Regions from separate parts of the Gossypium hirsutum genome. Here region 1 is linked to region 2. A link is a contact called in public Hi-C data. All regions are on one chromosome and are shown on one strand. The core of a region is the stretch at or near the end of the contact, and the rest is flanking DNA. Distances in the headings are between cores, read along the strand shown. Region 1 holds the start of LOC107914703 (pentatricopeptide repeat-containing protein At1g53600, mitochondrial-like). Region 2 holds the start of LOC107914698.

The links. A called contact is a pair of places that touch in the nucleus more often than the background predicts.
Region 1: a contact with region 2 is called in a Hi-C map of leaf, with 2.0 times the contacts expected there. The contact joins the promoter of LOC107914703 here to the promoter of LOC107914698 in region 2. A contact is called at or near these places in 4 of 34 Hi-C or Micro-C datasets (callus, leaf and petal).

Annotation. Positions count from the first base shown.
Region 1 is chrD10:24,613,311-24,618,622 of Gossypium_hirsutum_v2.1, reverse strand. LOC107914703 (pentatricopeptide repeat-containing protein At1g53600, mitochondrial-like) reads left to right here and starts at 2,281. Exons shown (of 4, transcript XM_016843713.2): 1 at 2,281-3,233; 2 at 3,236-4,806; 3 at 4,885-4,921. The coding sequence starts at 2,351. The coding sequence ends at 4,545.
Region 2 is chrD10:24,468,928-24,474,272 of Gossypium_hirsutum_v2.1, reverse strand. It overlaps LOC107914698, which reads right to left and starts at 2,544. Exons shown (of 4, transcript XM_016843703.2): 1 at 1,315-2,544. The coding sequence starts at 2,392. LOC107914700 (PTI1-like tyrosine-protein kinase 3) reads right to left here. Exons shown (of 8, transcript XM_016843705.2): 7 at 5,160-5,246; 8 at 4,548-5,011. The coding sequence ends at 4,886.

The DNA of each region.
Region 1 (5,312 bases), core at 1,032-3,531, 140 kb before region 2:
TTTTTTAAAATTGTACTTCAACTCGACCAGCGACTCATAAATAGATATAATTACATTGGATGTGATTTTAGATATTTAAATAGTTTAATTAGTTTTTTATATAATAAATTTTTAATTGATGTAATCTTCAAGGGCAAATTCAAAAACTAATTTATGAGTTGGAATTGAATTATAAACTTTTGAGAGATCAAAATATAATTTTATTATGTATTAATTTTATGGTTTCATTATTGTTTTCCTTTTGAAGGGATGATTTCATCATTGTTGAATGGGTTAAACAAAATCTTTTAATTTTTTGGGTCAAAGGTAGACCTGTTCAAGGGCTGAGTAGCTCGCTCGGTCTGATAGGCTCGAGTAGATTAAAGTCGGGCTTGGACAAAGATTTTTACACTTCGGGTCAGCACAACTCGAGTCGAATTCAATTTAAATAATAATAAATGTTTTTAAATTAAAATTTCATTATAAAAATATATAAAATAGTAACCAAAAAATATATTTTTAATTTTTAATAGTAAAATGAACTTTTTGGATGGTTAGGGTCGGTTTGAAAACGAGCCTAGGCTTGAAAAATATTTTGAAGCCGGGCCTTGATCTAGCTCGCCCATGGACACCTTTGGTCAAAGGGTAATTTTACCATATAGTAATTTATAATGTAAAATAGTTATTTGAAGGGTTAGTATTTTGACACTGTACCTTTTTTTATTCTTTCACATTATATATATATTTTAATTTTTAATTATCCATTAAATTTGCTTTTTTAATAAAATAAAATGATAGATATATCATTAAAATTTTAAATTAATATAATTCAAAATAATTTATCATTTAAAAAACTCCCTAAAATTTAAAACTATTATTATAGATATATCATTAAATCATATTTAAAAAATAAATATTTTTTAATTAATTAATAAAAAATAAATAGTGTTTCAAAAATATAATGAAATATTAAATTTTATAAGGTTTCATAATTCTAAAAAATAAAATATGAAAATGTTTAAAAATTTTATTAAAAAAGTTTAAAAATTATACAAAATTTAAAAATAAAAAAAATAAAAAATACTACTAAATAAATTTTAAAAAATTAAATATTATTTAATTAGTCATTTAATATTTTTAAATATTTATATCTATTTTAAATACTATTAAAAATTTTAAAAACAAAATTGAATACTATTTAAAAACATTATTAAAAATAAGAAAATTTATATGAAATTTAAACAACTATACTTAGAGTAGTGCATAATTATTGAATAGTATTATATCACTTATTCAAGTATTTATTTATGGAATAAAATAATTATATTCTTTTATATTATATTCAAGTATCTATTTTGTATTTTTCATAATAATATGATTTATTAATTTTAATATTTTTATAGAATAATATACTTTAATTTTTTATATAATTTATAAAAATTATAAAAAAACTTACAAAATGTTTTAATGATATTTAATTATTAATAGATAAAAAGTATATCATATATATATTAAAATTCTAAATCATTAATTATATATCTAAATATCACAAGAGTTTCATTTTTCAAATTTTCTTCTTCATAATTAAAGCATAAATTATATTTATAATATTATAAATATATTATATTTAAAAAAATTTATACACACAATCAATCCGTGCATCTCAAAAGGTAAGAAAACTAATTTTTTTAATATCTTATTATACCCCTAAAAGATGAAAATTCCGTTGGCAATATACTAAATATTTTTATTTATTTAATTGGGATTAACAAGTGTCTTATAATGATATAGTAGAATATTTAAAAAATAAATATTAAAAAAAAAAGATAGAGACAATTTTTTAAAATTTTTTTGTGGAATAAAAAAACGTATATTGCTAGTGTATCAAATACTAACCTAATAAAATTTACTTTTTACACATTTTAAAATATTTTTTCAATTTTATAAGAATTTTTAAAAAAACTTTACAACTTTTTATTTAGAGCTTCTTAATATTTTAAATAATTTATCTATATTTTTATATTTTTAAATAAATTAAAAAAATAAATGATTTTTTACTAGTTTTTACAATTTAAAGCATTTTTTTATAATATTTAAATATTTAAATATTTTTTATCAATATCAATGAACAATCAGTCAACACCAATCAATGGTGAACCACCCACAATCACTGTCAACGTACCACGTCATTGATGAGACACATTCTGATTGGGCAACTTTTTTTATGTTCAAAATAAAAAAAAATATTAAAATGAGCAGAGGGTAAATTGGGAAGAAAGCGTAGATTTTAAGGTAAAAAGAAAGTAAAGCATAGTTTGGTCCCGGAAGCTGCGGCCGGCATAGGTGTTTAACTCGATTTCTTTAAAATTTTATGAACTTGGAAAACCATGGACTCCATTTCTTAACAATGCTAACAAAATCAAAATCTTCCCTTTACTATGTTCACCTCATTTTGCCCCCCAAAATTTCCATTTCTTCACTTCGCACCGCAACAAAGGATAGCATCGTCCATAACTCTGCGAAAATCCTCCGCAAAAATACCGAATTCCTCGTTTATTGCAATACCCAGATTACTCAACATGGAAGAAACAGAAATATCAAAGAAGCTGAATCAATCTTCAACCGGATGCCCTTCAAAAGCACCGTATCTTGGACTGCCATGTTGACTGCATACGCAGAAAATGGGAACATTTCGAAAGCCCGTGAAGTGTTCGCTAAAATGCCTGAAAGAACAACTTCTTCGTATAATGCTATGATCACGGCTTATAATAAGAATGGTTGTATGGTTGATGAGGCTTATGAGCTTTTCTGCAACATGTCTGAACGGGACGCTGTGAGTTATGCTACGATGATCACGGGGTTTGTCAGTAAAGGAAGGTTTGATAAGGCCTTGGAAATTTACGAAAATACTCCGGGGAAATGGCGGGAACCGGTTTGTTCAAATGTTTTGATAAATGGGTATGTGAAAGCTGGGAGATTGGATATGGCAGTTGGCATTTTCGAAGGAATGGTTCAGAGAGATGTCGTTTCTTGGAGCCTAATGGTTGATGGGTATTGCAAAAGTGGGAGAATTATGGAGGCTAGAAAGTTGTTTGACAAGATGGTGGAGAGAAATGTAGTTACTTGGACAACAATGATTAATGGGTACCTAAAAATGGGATATTTAATTGATGGTTTTGGTTTGTTTTCGGCTATGAGAAAAGAGAAAGGAGTTTTGGTTAATTCTACTACTTTGACTGTTATATTTGAAGCTTGTGGACATTTGATAGATATAGAGAAGGAATTCAAATGCACGGATTGGTTTTAAAGTTGGGATTCGAATTTTGTGTTTTTCTAGGGAATTCTATTATTACCATGTATTGCAGATTTGGTTGTACTGGTTCTGCTAATTTGGTATTTGATTTGATGACGAGGAAAGATTTGGTTTCTTGGAATTCTTTGATCATGGGCCATGTTCAAGAGAATGAGATTGAGAAAGCTTATGAACTTTTTGAAAGGATGCCTAGAAAGGATATAGTTTCTTGGACTACCATGATTATGGGGTTTTCTGGTACAGGACAAACTGATAGAGCTGTCAAGTTGTTTAGAATGATGCCTGAGAAAGATGATGTTGCATGGACTGTAGTAATTTCAGGGTTTGTAAGTATTGAAATGTATGAGGAGGCTTTTCGCTGGTTTACTGAAATGCTTCAGAAATCAGTAAAGCCAGACTCTCATACTTTGAGCAGTCTGTTGAGTGCTTCTGCCAATTCAGCAATACTAAGCAATGGGCAGCAAATCCATGTCCAAGCAATAAAGATGTGTCTGGAACTCGATTTGTCAGTTCAAAATTCTCTTGTCTCAATGTATTCAAAATGTGGAAATGTAGCCGATGCTTGTCAAGTCTTTATGAGTATTAAAGAACCGAATGTTGTTTCTTTCAATACAATGATTACTGGCTTTGCTCAAAATGGATTTGCTAAAGAAGCACTTGAATTGTTTGGGAAAATGCAGAGTGAAGGGCAGGAGCCAAATCACGTAACCTTTCTTGCTGTTTTGTCTGCCTGCAGCCATGTTGGACTCGTAGAAGCAGGATGGGAGCACTTCAAATCCATGACATCTTTATATAACATAGAACCAGGGCCTGACCACTATTCATGCATGGTTGATCTCCTCGGCCGAGCTGGGTTGTTTGATGAAGCAGTTGGTTTAATCTATTCAATGCCATTTGATCCCCATAGTGGAGTTTGGGGAGCTCTCCTGGGTGCAAGCATGACTCATCTCTGTATCGATCTCGCAAAGCTTGCAGCTCAGCAGCTTATTAAATTGGAGCCTGATAGTGCAACTCCTTATGTCGTTTTGTCCAACTTATATACTATCTCGGGAAAGAAGAAAGATGGAGACAAAGTAAGAATAGACAAGAAATCAAAAAGGATAAAGAAGAGCCCTGGGTGTAGTTGGTTGGTAGTTAAAGACAAAGTTCATTTGTTTCTCTCAGGAGATCAATCTCATGAGGATTCAGAAGAGATTAGAGTTACATTACAGACAATTATGAAGGAAATGGAAGAGCTAGGTTGTTATAGATAAATGGCTCCTTTCTTAAGGTCCTCCTCTTTGCTCTCCATAGGATCTCTTCTGCTGTAATAGTTTCTATTATTTAAGGCTTGTGACTTTGTTCAAGCGGGCCATGCATTGGTCTCTATATTTTCTCTGTGCTTTTCTAATGCGAACAAATGCCTCTATCACTAGCAATGTTGCTTTGCTGAAAGGAGTTAACTTGACCATCCCATCTTTTCATGTTACTCTGCAGTCACTTCCCTTTTCTGAGTCAAGAATGTAGTCCATTGGGTAAGTGATACTCGTAGCTCTACTTTTAGTATACTGGATGTGTAGTCTCATATCTTTCATCTGTTGTCCATTTTGCAGAGTTTGAACCAGAATTATGACGGCTACAGATCCCCAGGTAAGGGAAATGATATATGTGTCTCTTATATCATATCTTGAGTAAATTTTTTTATTCTTCTTAAAAATGCAAATCTGACCAATATTTTCTTGAATCTAAATAGTAATATTATTGCTTCATAAAGTGTGTTCAACTTTTTTTTTTTTGGGTGAGGAAAGTTTTACTTCTCTGAAACTGGTTAAATAGAAGACCATGAGGAAACAATCTGGCAGATCCTTTTCCCTTTTACTGCCCAGTTACCTGCTGCAGGTGGTTATGTGGTTGGATTTGATGTATGCCTTACTCATCTGAGTGTCTTCTTCACATAAATGCTATTACTTTGACTCTTCATTTTTCTCGAAGTGCTCGTATCATACATCCATGTTAGATGAATATTCAGACATGTCTGTGT
Region 2 (5,345 bases), core at 1,295-3,794:
GAACTAAACACAGAAATAATGCACCCAAGTACACACAAGAAAATCCTATCAGTTCAATTGTTGAACATAAGGTCTTTTTCCAGATCGCTTCAGGCCATTCTTCAATGTACAAAGATATTGAGACCATTCCTTGTTCCTCTTCCAGCAACCACACCTGTTACAACAGAAAATGAACCCATCAAGTTGACACTAAATGAGCTGGATTCTGGTCGATGACTGCTCAGAATGTCTACGAGTTTCCATATCAATTAAAAGACACTAGTTTTTTATATAAAAAAGAACTGAATAATAGAGGAAAAGCCTTTTTTTTAAAGATAAAACTATGATTTTTTTTTTGGTACAAATGGCCTCTAAGAAGTAAAAAAAAAAGAGCGTAAAGAGAAGGAAATTAGATGGAAGACCTTAAAACAAAGTACATTTTTGCCATCAAAACCAGCTGAAATTCTGTTAAAGAAATCTACTTGAAGTTATCAAAGCCAACCAAAAAGTCATACCAAATACTAACTTTATGAAATCTTTGTCTGCAAAATACTTCCCATGTTTTAACTTGGACAAAAGAAATATTCATAAAATATATAAACTCTCTGCTGTAGTTTGAATGAGAAAATGAGAACTAATGGGATGAAACAAAAAATCCCCATTTTTCAGTTACAAAAGGTCTGGCACCAAATTGTAGACTAAAAACTAGTCGGTAGACAAGTATGAAAGGAATATGACTAAATATATACTACAAAATAGAAGGCGTCTTCTCATATCAAATGATATTCATTAAAGCTTTAATCACTTATACAGGGATACCCCTGAGCTATACCAAGGAAAACCTATGGTATCAAACTCACAGTATGTCATGTTTTATACCAGTTATCAAACAATGTATCAAAATCTCAATCATCCATTTTTCAGGAATCAAAGACTGAAACATTTGGTATAAAACTATACAGACTCATTCCGAGAAACTACCATCTTATTGAAGGTTCAAAACTAAATATAAAGCAGAAGGGAATGAAGGGCACCACACAAGGCTTTCCACTATATATCACACAATAAAATTCAAAAGACTGATATAGTTTCATCACCATCAGAACTATATGATATCATTGATGTATTTATTTTGCAGAAGTAAACCATAATCCCAAATAACATCAATAAAACTCTATCATATGATGTATTAGAACTAATGCTTTGGACTCTTGCTATGTTAAGGTAGATAGACATTCAACAAGGTAATAGATAGTGATAAATACAACCAAAGGAGCACTTAAATGTTGAAACAACACATCAGGAAAAAAAAAAGAGATATAACACAAAACGTACTTATAATTGCAGGAGACTCTGCCTTCTTTCCAAAGCGATGACGCGTGTCAGAGCTCGAACCCGAACCTGAACCGGTGTTCTTCTGATGCTTCCAGCTTCCCAAGTCCTCATACTCTCTGATCACATCTTTACCAAGACTATTATATACATCCCTCCAAAAACTCCTTTGTTCCCCAACCTTGGCAAACCTCAAAGCCTCTAACTCTTTTCTTGAGTACATTATCTTATTTTGAGTTTTGCTTTCTGTCTTACCCTTTTGAACTTCAAAAATTTTGGTTGATTCCATATGTCTCATAGCCACTGATTCCCCTAAGACCTCTTTTACATTCTTTCCCTTTCTTCTTGATCTTTTAGCTTTCTTACCATCAATTTCATGTTCCCCCTTCTTCTTCTTCTCATCTTTTACACTGCCATTTCCAGTTTTGGGGAGTGGAAATGATCCAATCAAAGCCGTATCATCGATGACTTCAATCTTTAAAGACCCTTTAACAGGCAAGTCAAGACCTTTGGTACCACTAACGCCGTTTCCATCATCAATCTTGGACGAGTTCGTTGCAAAACCAAAGACGTTTCCAACTTCAAGCTCAGTCAAAAGTCGTTTCTTTTCAGCTTCCAAGACATTTTCAGATTCCAAAGATTTTCCTTTTGCCACCCTTTTCTCCTCAAATTCCAAACCGGTCCCGAGATGTTCCTTGTTATCAGCTTCAATGGTGTTGACTTGGATATCAACTTCTTGAACTCCAAAAGAATCCTCTTTGCTTTCCACCTCATCCACCTTTTCTTTCTCGAAAAACCCAGAAAGAGAGACATCCTTTGGAGCGAAAGAATGAAGACCCATTTCTTGGTTTTCCTGAGAAAGAAGGGAAAAGCACTTGGGTTTCTTCTTTGGACTGCTATGATCCATAGCAGTTACTTCTTGGCAGCCTTGAAGGCCCGAATCCCGGTGGTCGGCGGTGGATTCATAGAGAGAAGGGGAAAGGTGAGGGGGAAGAGAAGTTTCTTGTTGTTGTTCAGAGCCAGAAGTTGTTCTCCGCTTAGAACAAACGTGTGAATCGGATTCCATCGCATAATCAGCCATTACTGAGAAAGAGCGAATGAATAAAGTGTTGGAAAGAGACGCTGGGGTTTTAGGGTGGGAGTTGGGAGGGAAATATATAAAGGAGGAGCAACAGAGGTAATCGAATTGAAAAAACAGATTGCATTGGGTTGTTTCGGTTTTCTCTTCATTTGGCCCATAATTTATACTCATTTTCTTGCTTCAAAGTATTCTCCATTATGCCTCACTTAAATTTAGCTCACTGCATTTATTTTGAATAATTTAATAAATTTATTTTTTATATTTATAAATTCTCATGATGACAAATTTTTCTCATCGGCCAGTGTACTACTTTTCGAGGTGGTGGATGTCATTTCTCCAATATTCTTATCATTCCACGAAATGTGAATATAAAACTACACTATTAAATTTAATTGTGTGCAAATCCAGTCATAATTAACCTACAAAAAGTAACATCATCAACAAACTACATCTCTTTGGAGATGATAAAGCATAGGCAACCATCTCATGTTAACAAATAAAATGTGAAAGGACAAGAACTACAATTAAAATTTCAAACATCAAAAGAAACCTAATTCTATGAACCTACTTATGCTTTTTCTATAATAAATTGTTATGATCATAAGTAATTTTAAAATAATAAAAATGAGTAAATGAGTAAAAGTTGTAGGTTGTTAGCCTACGCGGACAATTACAATTAAATTAACATATTTAATATAATATTTGATATTTGAACTTGACTTTTTTTTTTAATTTGGTACTTAGACACTTTTTAATCTAATTTGATATCTAAATTTGACAATTTTCCTAATTTGATACCTAAACTTCTTCTTCTTCTTCTTCTTCTTCTTCTTCTTTGTCTAGTTTGATACATAAACTTGTCAAACGTTACACAATTTACTCCTATAAACAAACAATATTATTTTTATGAGACAATAAAAATAACCGATGTATGACCACCATGTGGCAAAGGAAATGGAACCTTTTTTTATATTTTAAATGTTCAATTGCTTCTAATTTAATTTCTTTTAATTTTTAATTTAACATAATAAATTTCTTTTATTTTGGGTTTTTAACGCTCTTGTTTTTTTCTTCAACATCATCATTAAGCTTAGCTCAAAGCATAATTTTTTAACATGAGTTCCATCTTATACTAATAATATATTTGTGGAATTGAGGGCTTTGTGATGACCATACCTTAATTTAAGCATGCAATCCCTCTTGAATCATTCATGTAATCTCAACCCCAATGAAAAGTAAAATAGAGAAAACTTCAAATAACTGTAACAATTCCTGCCATTAAATTCCATGTAATCCGTCACATGTTGATAATACATTAGATATATTTGACAAGTTTAGGTATCAAATGTTATATTAAGGTAATAAAAAACAACCTTCACGAAACATTTAAATTTAAGAAAATAAAAATATTATATTAGGATAAACCACGCCATTAGTCACCCAACTAATAGAGTATTTTTATTTTGGTAATCGAAACTACAATTTCTATTCCATTACTAACATTTAAATTCAAATGTTGGAACGAATGAAAACAAGTAAGAAAAGTTGGACTGGAGTGGAACTCCTTAGAACTTGAAGCTGTTCGTAAGGATCTAGAATAACAAACATAAACATATTAGAAATCAAAGATGAAAGGAAAATGTGAAGGGTTGAATTATTTAGAATTAAGACAAAGTTAATAGAATGTATAAGTGCTGAGGATTAAATGACACATCATCATTTCCATTAATACTTATTAACATTTTAAAGATATTTGAGACGAAATTTAAAGTTTTTATAATTTAAGGACCAAAATTCAAACACGCTAATAGTTAAAGTGACTGATAATTAAATTTACCCATTATATTATATTTAACATCAGAAACTTTTTTTTTCTGAAGACACTGCATATTTTTTAATTTGATTTAATAAATATTACTTTGAAAATTTTATAAAAAAATACTAAAAGGTAATTACAATTTAAAAGGAAAACAAGTTCTCAATTTAAATTATAAAATAAAAGATCATTTTTCATGAAAATTATTTACGATTAAGATGACGAGAAATAAAAATAATTTAATTTAATTAGTGAAGAAGTAATCACTGGTCCAGAATAGAGCTAGACTTTGGTTTAATTCATTGTGCTGGGAAATAAACCGGACTGCAATAATAATAATAATAATAATAATAATAATAATTTGTTAACATTTCTATGTACCACAAGACCCAATCCCTTGCTTAATTGTACAACTCAAAAGGACATCGGCACCCGGTGACCAAACCCGGCAGCGGAGAGATCATATCATATATATCAGGTGATGTTAAACAATCCAACCCAATCCTATACATGGTTGTCGTATATGACCAAAACCAAACAAACAAAAAGAAAAAAGCAGAAAGAAGTAAATACATATAATATGTTGAATACATATGGAATTTGTAGTCAGAATGGAAATGAACTGTGCATAAGTTGCAGAAATTTCAATCCAAGGTGAAGGACTGCATTATCTGTTTTTATGTCTCTGATGCCGCTGCTGCCGCTTGTCCCTTTGCCAGAGGTTGGAGAGCCTTAACGACGATGACCATGTTCGGACGGAACTCGGATTCATACTGCACACACAATGCTGCCACAGCTGCCAGCTGCATCAACAGAAAAATATATGTAATGGAAATCGTCGAGTGCTAGTTTGGTTTGCATGTACATGTCTTAGAGAGTTCGAAAACTGAAAACCCACCCCCATCCCTAAGTTACAAATTTAAACTTGGGCGTTAAAAGATAAAAAAATACCTTAGCAACTCCTTTAGGAGGATACTCTCCATTTAGTTTTGGATCCACACATTGTTTAACTTTATCTTCACTAAGTCTCGGAGTAGCCTAAATGGAGATACAGAAAACAGAAATGTTGAAGAGTTAATCAAATATAAAAGGAAACGAAAAGATCAAGTCCAAGTTTTCATTTTTTCTGGTACTCGG